2 separate regions of the Mus musculus genome follow, and region 2 is linked to region 1. Evidence: chromatin contacts called from public Hi-C data. All regions are on one chromosome and are shown on one strand. The core of a region is the stretch at or near the end of the contact, and the rest is flanking DNA. Distances in the headings are between cores, read along the strand shown.

Region 1 (4,754 bases), core at 829-3,328:
CAGACAGGACGGCAGGTCTCCAAAGGGCACTCTAGTGCCAGTTGCCAGCCTACTGGGTTCTAAGCCCAGGCCTTACTCACACCCACCAGTTCTAAGGCTGTGGGAGGCTATTTTACCAGCACAATCCTAGCATTCCTGGTCTGAGGTGGAGAAGTCACACCCACGTGCTTGCTTAGCATCCAGTGTGTGGTGCTTCATTATGTCAGCACTTGGGGGACATTATCCTTAGTGACACTGGGAACCCCATCATGGCTCAAGAGGTTCAAATCTAGGATGGGGATGTAGTTCAGTCCTTAGAGTGCTTGCCAAGTGTTCAGGAAGACCTGGGTTCAATTCCCAGCTGCATATAAAATCCAGCAGGGGCAACTGGAGCCTGGCTGTCTGTACAACTCATACATGGGAGACAGCAGAGGGTTAAAAGCCATCCTGCCTTTCCCCAGGCCCCAGAGGCAGGCAGTCTCTTTGATCCCCCAGTTTTATCCATCCAGAATACTTTCAGGAGAGGAAAACAGGAAGTATCCCTATGATAGCCCTTGCTGGTGTGCTCTCTCTCTCTCCCACTGCTCCCAATGGGAAGTGGGGTTGGAGGTGGTCCTCTGGGTCACATTTTGTCAGGAAGCCAGCCTCCTTCCTTTCAAATAACAGGGCTTCCAAAGGGACAGATGAATATCTTCTTCCCTGCTGCAGAGAGAAAGATGTGGCCACAGAGAGTAAGGCAGACCAGCTCTTTAGTGGTACAGGTCACCATTACTGCCTTGTAAGTGAATGCAGAAGGAGCCCTTCTTTGCTTTCATTCATTCATCCACCAATTCATTTGTTCATCCATTCATTCAGTTCTCCCCAAGTGCTGACTAGCCTGAGTGCTGTGGTCACAGGTGTCCTGGGCTTCCTGCACCTTAGGAAAGCACTCTCACCGTCCTAGCTGCATCTCTGGTGACACTAGTCAGATTTCTGTACTTTTTCTTTCTCTTGTTCTTGTTCTTTGGTGACAGTGAACTGTGTGCTGTGTGGCTGGAAGAGCAGAGCTATGTAGCTATGCAGAGCAGGCTGGCCTTGAACTCATGGACTCTGCCTCTGCAGTGGAAGAGTGTTAGGATTAAAGGCAGGCACAACTATGACAAAGCTTTAGTACAAATTCCAAGCTGGACCGGAGTGACACACATTTTTAATTCCAGCACTGGGGAGGCAGAGGCAGGCAGGTCTGTGAGTTTCAGGCCAACCTGGTCTACAAAGTAAGTTTTGGGACATCCAGGGCTACACAGAAAAACCCTGTCTTAAAATAAAATAAAATAAAATAAAATAAAATAAACCTTTCTGTAAGAACCTGGTATGGTAGGCATGGGTCTGTAAGCCCTGTATCCTGGAGGCTGAGGCCTTAGTGAATTTCAGTTCTTTACCAACCAGAGCTACAAGGAGAGACCCTGTCTTCAAGAGGCTGGAAGAAAAATGTGTTCGTGGGCCACAATTGTCCTCAAGCCAATGCCTTAGAAGTCATCAGGAGGATAGCAGAGAGACATTATCTAATCTCTTTTCCTGTTATAAATGAGGAAGCTGAGGCACACCCTGGCTTAGCCAAGGTGTCCAGAGATCTTCAGGAGCTGAGTGTATGCCAGAATCCCCGGAGAACAGCACCCTTTGACCTTTGAACCCTCCCTTGCTGTGGGTGTCAGCACTTACCTGGTCTTGGGCAACTGAGGGGCCCCTTCCCCCGCTTTGCCATTCCTAACTCCCAGGCCTCTTTTTGAGGTTGCCCTAGGGATGAAGACTGGGCCAGAGTTAGCTAGGTACATGCTGAACCTCCAATCAAGGCGTTCATCTTGTTTAGGAGGCTGGGTGGGCTGGGGTCCCCATTGCTTGGATTTTTTTTCTCCCACCCCATTCCTGGACAAGGTAGGCAAGCATTCCAGAGTTGAACTCCATCCCTAACCCCCCAGCACTCCAGTTTGTTCTTGAAGGCAATTCTGAGCTTGCAGCATCTTGATTGGGCTTTAGCACATCCGGCAGCCTCCTCCGGAGGCAGAAGAGGAAAGCCTCACAGTGGAGCCAGGATTTCCAGTAACACAGAACCGAAAGTAAAGGGGGAAGCCAGGCTGGAGTGAGCGCCTATCATGCTTATCACGCCTTGCCCTAGGGAACAAAGGACAGGAGCATCAGGAGTTCTAGTCAGGCTTCGGCTAAACCCTTGGGACACTCTGGTCTTTATGACAGTGTCTTCTGCCTCAGAGCAGTCCTGGAGGAATCAGGCTCCGGCCTTGGTACTTAGCCCAGACTGACCTCTGATTGAGAAACCTTCTGCTTTGAACTCTTTTGAGTGTTGGGATTACAGGCAGGTTCCAGCATCCTTGGCTGGGTTCCATTTTCCTTACAGCTAACATCAGGCTCTCCTGAGGTGAGCAGTGAAGGAGGCACTTTGAAAAGTCACGGTCTGGGGCTTGGGATACAGGTCTGTGGTAGGCTGCCTTCTTAGGCTATGCAAGGCTCTGGGTAATATCTTAGGTACTAGCCGGGCGTGGTGGCGCACGCCTTTAACCCCAGCACTCGGGAGGCAGAGGCAGGCGGATTTCTGAGTTCGAGCACAGCCTGGTCTGCAAAGTGAGTTCCAGGACAGCCAGGGCTATACAGAGAAACCCTGTCGCTAAAAAACCACACACACACACACACACACAAATCTTAGGGACTGAGGGGTGGGGGGTGGGGAGAGATAGAAAGAAACAAAGACAGATGGACCTGTGGATGTGCCTCAGTTGGTACAGTGCTTGCTTAGAATGCTCAAAGGCCCAGGTTCCATCTGCACATAAGCACGGTGTGCCGCTACATCCCCGTGCTCCAAGCTTGCAGGGATGGAGGCAGGAAGATCAAAGGGTATCTCTGAGTTCGAGGCCAGCCTGGTCTACAGAGTGAGTTCCAGGACAGCCAGAGCTACACAGAGAAACCCTGTCTGGAAAAACTAACCAAACAAACAAACAAAAAAAGAATGGAGCATCCATCCACAGTGAAAGAATAGACCTTGTTGTTAGAGGTTCTTTCTGCTTTGAGTTGGGCCTTCGAGAGACGGTCTCCATTGATGTCTGGCAAGACCTCAGACACCATGGCCGGCTTCCTCCATGGTATCTCATTGCTAACTGGAGAATCAGCATGCTCTCCAGTCCATGAGTTCCAGTTCCCAGTGCCCCATCTCCCCTTCTGCAGAGGCACTATTTTCTGGCTCATTTTATGGGTGAGAAATCAGAAGGGGGGGGGGGGCTGGAGAGATGGCTCAGTGGTTAAGACTGCTCTTCCAAAGGTCCTGAGTTCAAATCCCAGAAACCACATGGTGGCTCACAACCGTCCATAATAAGATCTGACACCCTCTTCTGGAGTGTCTGAAGACAGCTATAGTGTACTCACATATAATAAATAAATAAATCTTAAAAAGGGGGGGGCTGTAGAGATGGCTTAGTGGTTAAGAGCACCGATTGCTCTTCCGAAGGTCCTGAGTTCAAATCCCAGCAACCACGTGGAAAAAGAGAGAGAGAGAGAGAGAGAGAGAGAGAGAGAGAGAGAGAAAAGAAATCAGAAGCGAAGAGACCATTAGGCAAGTGGCCTCTGATTCTACAGCTGGGACTCCATCATTGGTGGTTGGGACTATTTCAGGCCCCCTTGCCTGTCTTCTCTGGGAGTCCCAAGGGTTCTATCAGCAGCTGGCAGCTGAGACCTGGCAAGTCCACTTGGGTGAGGAGAGCAGATCAACTTCTTATTAGCCTTGTGACCCAAGCCAGTCACATGCGTGGAGGCCTCAGTCCGGCTGCAAGAGCCTTGATAATAAACTACTCCACCTACCTCAGGGGTGATGTGAGGGTTCCAAGAAATCAGAGACATTGCAGTGCTTGGAATCAGCTGTAATGGGGAACAGAAACAGACAGGGGCGACTTCTTCGGAAAAGCAAGTAGCAGAGTTTTATCATCTGCCATGGCCCCATAGCTCCCCAGCCTGTCTCCAAGGCCTCCGGTGTCAGAAGTTAGAACCTTGTGCTCTAGTGTCTTGTACCATTTAGCATTCCTCCTTGGGTTTCTTTTTATTCTTTTAACCTGAAATTATTTTATTTCTGTGTGTGATGGTTTTGCTTGAACATTTGCTGTCTGCCACATGCCAGCCTGGTGCCTTCAGAGGTCAAAAGAGGGCCTCAGGTCCCCTGGAACTCAAGTTATAAGAAGTTGTAAGAGTGTGTGTGTGAAGTTGTGTGTGAGTGTGAGTGTGTGTGTGTGTGTGTGTGTGTGTGTGTGTGTGTATAAAATCTTTTTTTTTTTTTTCGAGACAGGGTTTCTCTGTTTAGCCTTGGCTGTCCTGGAACTCACTCTGTAGACCAGGCTGGTCTCGAACTCTGCCTGCTGGGATTAAAGGCGTGCGCCACCACTGCCTGGCAATAAATCTGTTTTTAAAAAAATAAAGAAGTTGTGAAGTGCAGTGTGGATGCTGAGAGTCCAACCCAGATCTCTGCCAGAGCAGCCTGTGCCCTTAATCTGAGAACCTGCCCCCCAACCCCCACCCACTTTGTTTTGCAACAGGGACTCACTATGTAGCCCTGGCTAGTCATGAACTAGCTGGCCTCAGATTCACAGGGACCCACCTACCTATGTCCCTATGGTGCTAGAACAAAGGAATGCCTTACCACACCCCTACTTATTCATATGTTTGCTTGTTTGTTTGTTTGTTTGTCTGCTGTAGACAGAATATCTTGTATCATGGGATGATCTGGAATTCCTGACCCTCCTGCA
Region 2 (4,754 bases), core at 643-3,142, 36 kb after region 1:
ACAACAGAAACCAATTACCCTCTTTGTTCTAGATGCTATAGCTTGCACATAGCTGTCTTCTCCTCCTTGTGTCTTCTCAAGGTTGTCTCTTGGTGTCCCAACCCTCCCTCCACCCGACCCCCACCTCTCTATTTTGAGGTACAGTCCTGTGCTTAACAGGCTGGCCTTGAACTCACAGAGCTCCACCTACCTCCGGATCTCTGGGTTTAAAAGCGTTTTGGAACACCACACTTAGGGAATCCAGGGAGGCTTAGGCAGGAGATTACTGTGAGTTCCAGGTCAGACTATACAACATCGAGACTCTGTCTCGAGTGAACAAACAAATAAAGAATGGGAAGCAGTGGTGGCAAAGGCATTTGTCACCAACCCTGAAGATGGCTATCCTTTGATATCCACAAGAACACAGTGGCACACCTTTAATCCCAGACAGGCAGAGCTCTGTGAGTTCAAATCCAGTCTGGTCTACATAGTATGAGTTGCAGAAACAGCTAGAGATTCATAGTGAGACCGAACACATAAGCTAAAAATGTACTTAAGCAAATCTATTTGGAGGAATTTTAAATCTATTTGCAAGCTGCAAGCTGGTAATCCGGGTATTTAGGAGCCTGAGGCAGGAAGATTGTAAACTGGATGCCAGTCCAAACAAATAAAAAGCAGCAACAACAACTGCCAGGCAGTGGTGGCGCACACCTTTGACCCCAGTACTTGGGAGGCAGAGGCAGGCGGATTTCTGAGTTTGAGGCCAGCCTGGTCTACAAAGTGAGTTCCAGGACAGCCAGGGCTACACAGAGAAACCCTGTCTCAGAAAACCAAAAAAAAAAAAAAAAGCAACAACAACAACAAAAACGCAAGCAGATGGTTGACATCCTCCCTGTCTTTCTCAGTTTCTGATGCTGTGGGTCTGGAATGGCCCAAATTTGCATTTCTGATCGGCTTGCAGGTGCTGGGGCTCGGGAGGACCACACACTTTCAGAAGCTTCCCCTTGCGAACCCGTGACTGGGGCGAAGCCGAACGGACAGGTGCGCAAAGCAGAGAAAGGCCATTTTCCATATCTGTTCTGAGAGAGGACTGGAAAGTCCCCACACACCTGAAAATTCCCCAGAAAAAGTTCTGGTTATCATAGTGGGCCAACTTGTAAACAGGTTACCGGAAAGTGCCTACATTGCCTGGACCATCAGCTTGCCCCCTTGCCAAGTAGAGCCTGTCCTTACTAGTAGTGGTGTCTCCGTGAGCACTGAAGCAGCCTGGGTACGTCCTAGCTGCCATAGAATTTTGACACGTCAGCCGTGTCTCTGTGACTTGGTGTCAGTCGTCTATAGAGCAGAGTGTGAGTGTGTGTGTGTGTTCCTATGCGTGAGTGTGAGTATGTGTGTGTGCATCCACAGGCATCTTCATGAAGGCCTGGGTGTGAATGGGCCATGGTGTGCTTGTGGAAATCAGAGGACAACTTCAGATGTGGCCTGGGTGCTTACCCCCCACCCAGAGTGAGGGTCTTTCTTTTGTTTGCTCTCAGCAGCCATGTCCGAGATTCTCCTGTCTCAGCTCCCATCTCTCCATGGAAGCATTGCTGACATTACTCCCTTGCCCAGCTGTGTGTAGATTTGAACTCAGCTCCCCTGCCCTTTCTAGACACTGAGTTATCTCCTAGCCCAGATGGGCAGCTCTTTAAATATCATCACAGCTTTCAATCTTTGTGTGTGTGGATCATAAATGCCTATGTGTGTATACACGTAAAATAAATGACCATTAAACAGAGGCAAGGACCATGTCTTTGTTTCTTCTCCATTCTTTTCTGCTTCCCAGAATTTTGGGCAGTGTCTTGAACGTTGCAGCCATTCCTATTAGTTACTTCCTCATTTTGTCAAGATTAGTCAGTACTAGGGCATGACCTGGGAGAGTCACATTTGTTGAGACAAGGTCTCACAGTGTAGCTCTGGCTAGCCTCCAATTCACTAAATACACCAGGCAGGCTTCAAACTCACAGAGATCCTCCTGCCTCTGCTTCCTCGGTGTTGGGATTAAAGACTTGAGGCAAATATCTTTTATTTGTCCTGTGACAATTTCATACACGCAAACACAATCTATCCTAATCATATGCTTCCCAAGTGCCCTCTGGGTGCTGCGCGCTGGTCAGGGGTGGGGGTTACGGGCGGGGCTTAATATAGACTTCTGGTTTCAGGCTGAGCATTCAACATTCACTTATTTCCAGACTTTAGTTAGTTATGAGTCTGTGCATCAGCTGCTGCTCACAGCAGATAAACTTCCCGGGACAATGTTCACTCGTTCACTCTCTTTCTTTCTTTCTTTCTTTCTTTCTTTCTTTCTTTTTTCTTTTTTTTTTTTTTCCGAGACAGGGTTTCTCTGTGTAGCCCTGGCTGTCCTGGAACTCACTTTGTAGACCAGGGTGGCCTCGAACTCAGAAATCAGCCTGCCTCTGCCTCCCGAGTGCTGGGATTAAAGGCGTGCACCACCACTGCCCGGCTTTTTTCTTTCTTTTCTTTTCTCCTTTCTTCTCTTCCTTCCTTCCTTTCTTCCTTCCTTTCTTTCTTCTTCCCTTTCCTCCCCTCTCCTCCCCTTTCCTCCCCTCTCCTCCCCTCTCCTCCCCTCTCCTCCCCTCCCCTCCCCTCTCCTCTCCTCTCCTCTCCTTTCCTTTCTTCCCTCCCTCCTGTCCTCCTCTTCTCCTTTACCTCTCCCTCCTCTCTTCCTCTCCCCTCCTCCTCCCTCCTTTTCTCCCTTTCTCCCTATCTTCTCCTCTTCCTCCCCTCCCCTTCTTCTTCCTCCTCCTCTTCTGCTACTGCTGCTGTTCACCCTCCCTCCCCTCCTCCTCCTCCCCCCTCCTCCTTCTTCTCACCTTCTTAGACAAAAGGGTCTCACTGTGTAGACCTGACTGTCCTGGAACTCCTATGTAGACTAGGATGGCCTTGAACTCACAGAGATCTAAGAGTCTATGCCTCTCTCTGCTGGGATTAAAGGCATTCCATCCTATGCCTAGTCCAGGACCAGTGTATCAGCCTGCCCTATGCTCTATTAGTGCTTCATCATGGAGGCAGATCTCAGCCCTGGCTTCCTGTGATGCTCAGGTGCCATTTCTCCTGGGCACAACAGTCTGCCTGTTATCCCACGTCCTGGTTCTCTTGAAGATGGGCCTTTACTGTCTGTGACCTGAGTGTGCTTTCTAACAGACAGCAACACCCCAGGCATCTCCCAGGAATGAATGATGGCTTGCATCTAAGTCACCTGTGGTCCTTGGGCAAGTTATTTCATTTTCTAGGTATGCTAGCAATTAAGAGAATTAGAGAAAAATATGCACATATGGGCCATATGGATATACATGAATATGTATGTGCCATATGTGCCGTAGAAAAGGATTAATTAACACACAGCTAATATTAGATAGCAGTTGGACACAGCCATGTATACCTGTAATCCAATGACAGTGACAGGGGAGGCTAAGGAAGGAGGCCTGCATGCAGTAGCTTCAAGCTCAGCCTGGTCTACATAGTGACCCCCAGGCCAGCTAGGAATCAGGTGAAACCCTGTTTCAACTGCTCACCCTCCGAAAAGCTAGATTTTATGTGTTTTATTTGTTTGCAATGGTAAGACAGGGTCTCATGTTGTTCAGGCTGTGGTTGAACTCCCTTTGTAGCCCTAGATAATCTTTTTTTTTAAATTGTCTTTATTTGTTTGTTTTCGAGACAAGGTTTCTCTGTGTAGCCCTGGCTGTCCTGGAACTCACTTTGTAGACCAGGCTGGCCTGGAACTCAGAAATCTGCCTGCCTCTGTCCCCCAAGTGCTGGGCTTAAAGGCGTGCACCACTGCTGTTCAGCTAGCCAAAGATAATCTTAACCCCCACTTCTCCTGCCTCCACCTCTGAGGCCTGGGGTGACACTCAGGTTCCACCCTGCCTGGCATAGATATTATTCTTCATTGGATCACACCTCACACCTTCTTCACTGGGCCTCTGCTTTAGGAAACTGGTTATCTTTTTATTCATTTATTTATAGCTATTTATTTCTAGTGTTGGGGAAAGAATCCAGGACTTTGGAAATGTTATGGAAGAGCTCTCTGCCACTGAGATCGGCCCCCAGGCTGGAATCTGGAAATCAATGCAAATCTCTCTCTTTCTCTGTCTGTCTCTGTCTCTGTCTCTGTCTCTGTCTCTGTCTCTGTCTCTGTCTGTCTGTCTGTCTCTCTCTCTCTCTCTCTCTCTCTTGTTTGTAGACCAGGCTATTGAACTCAGATTCACCTGCCTCTGCCTCCGGAGTGCTGGGATCGAACGTAAGAGCCTTCACATCTGGCGAAGCACCTTCTTGAAGAAGGCAAAATTTTGCTTCAAAAATTTGTTTTTGGTGCCAAGAAGTGAACTAGGCAAGATCTCTCACCAAGCTACACACCCAGCCCCGGAATTTGCTTGTTTTATTTTACTTTTTTGAGATAGAATATCAATATATAGTTCAATGTGGCCTCCGATCAGAGGTCTTCCTGCCTTGTCCTCACTTCCTTCCTTTTTCAGTCATCGGAGTCCATGGGGTTAGAATCGTCCTGGCCACCTCTGCCTCGACGTTTGTCTTTTTATGAGACTGATCAATTACGTTTGTACCAGTGAGGCACGTATGTTGTGGCTGTGTTGTGGAAAAGCAAACAGCCATCTGTCTTTTCATTATAATTTATCAAGACGGTGACTGGGACAGAGGGAGAGCCAGGGAGCAACCACATCGTCTCGTGTGTGTGGCCTCAGATCACATTTGATTCT

What was found. A called contact is a pair of places that touch in the nucleus more often than the background predicts.
Region 2: a contact with region 1 is called in a Hi-C map of bone marrow-derived macrophages, with 155 read pairs. The contact joins two enhancer-like sites. A contact is called at or near these places in 3 of 15 datasets of contacts at CTCF or cohesin (the NIH/3T3 cell line and embryonic stem cells), 76 of 484 Hi-C or Micro-C datasets (B cells, B-cell progenitors, the BV-2 cell line and 49 more), 37 of 115 datasets of contacts at active chromatin or transcription factors (the 230-238 cell line, CD8 T cells, the HPC-7 cell line and 22 more) and 1 of 9 other capture datasets (bone marrow-derived macrophages).

The regions. Positions count from the first base shown.
Region 1 is chr17:29,440,148-29,444,901 of GRCm38.p6, forward strand. The region is part of intron 2 of Gm36199 (a long non-coding RNA gene); the gene reads left to right. Among named protein-coding and RNA genes, the nearest start is that of Gm36486, 4.9 kb to the left of the region's middle. Within about 2 kb of position 2,079, at least 70 of the 459 cell types and tissues checked have an H3K27ac peak or open chromatin away from gene starts, as enhancers often do. A contact at or near this core is called in Kupffer cells, bone marrow-derived dendritic cells, bone marrow-derived macrophages and 3 more, where this site is marked.
Region 2 is chr17:29,476,584-29,481,337 of GRCm38.p6, forward strand. The region is part of intron 1 of Gm26885 (predicted gene, 26885); the gene reads right to left. Among named protein-coding and RNA genes, the nearest start is that of Gm41558, 4.6 kb to the right of the region's middle. Within about 2 kb of position 1,893, at least 35 of the 459 cell types and tissues checked have an H3K27ac peak or open chromatin away from gene starts, as enhancers often do. A contact at or near this core is called in Kupffer cells, bone marrow-derived dendritic cells, bone marrow-derived macrophages and 3 more, where this site is marked.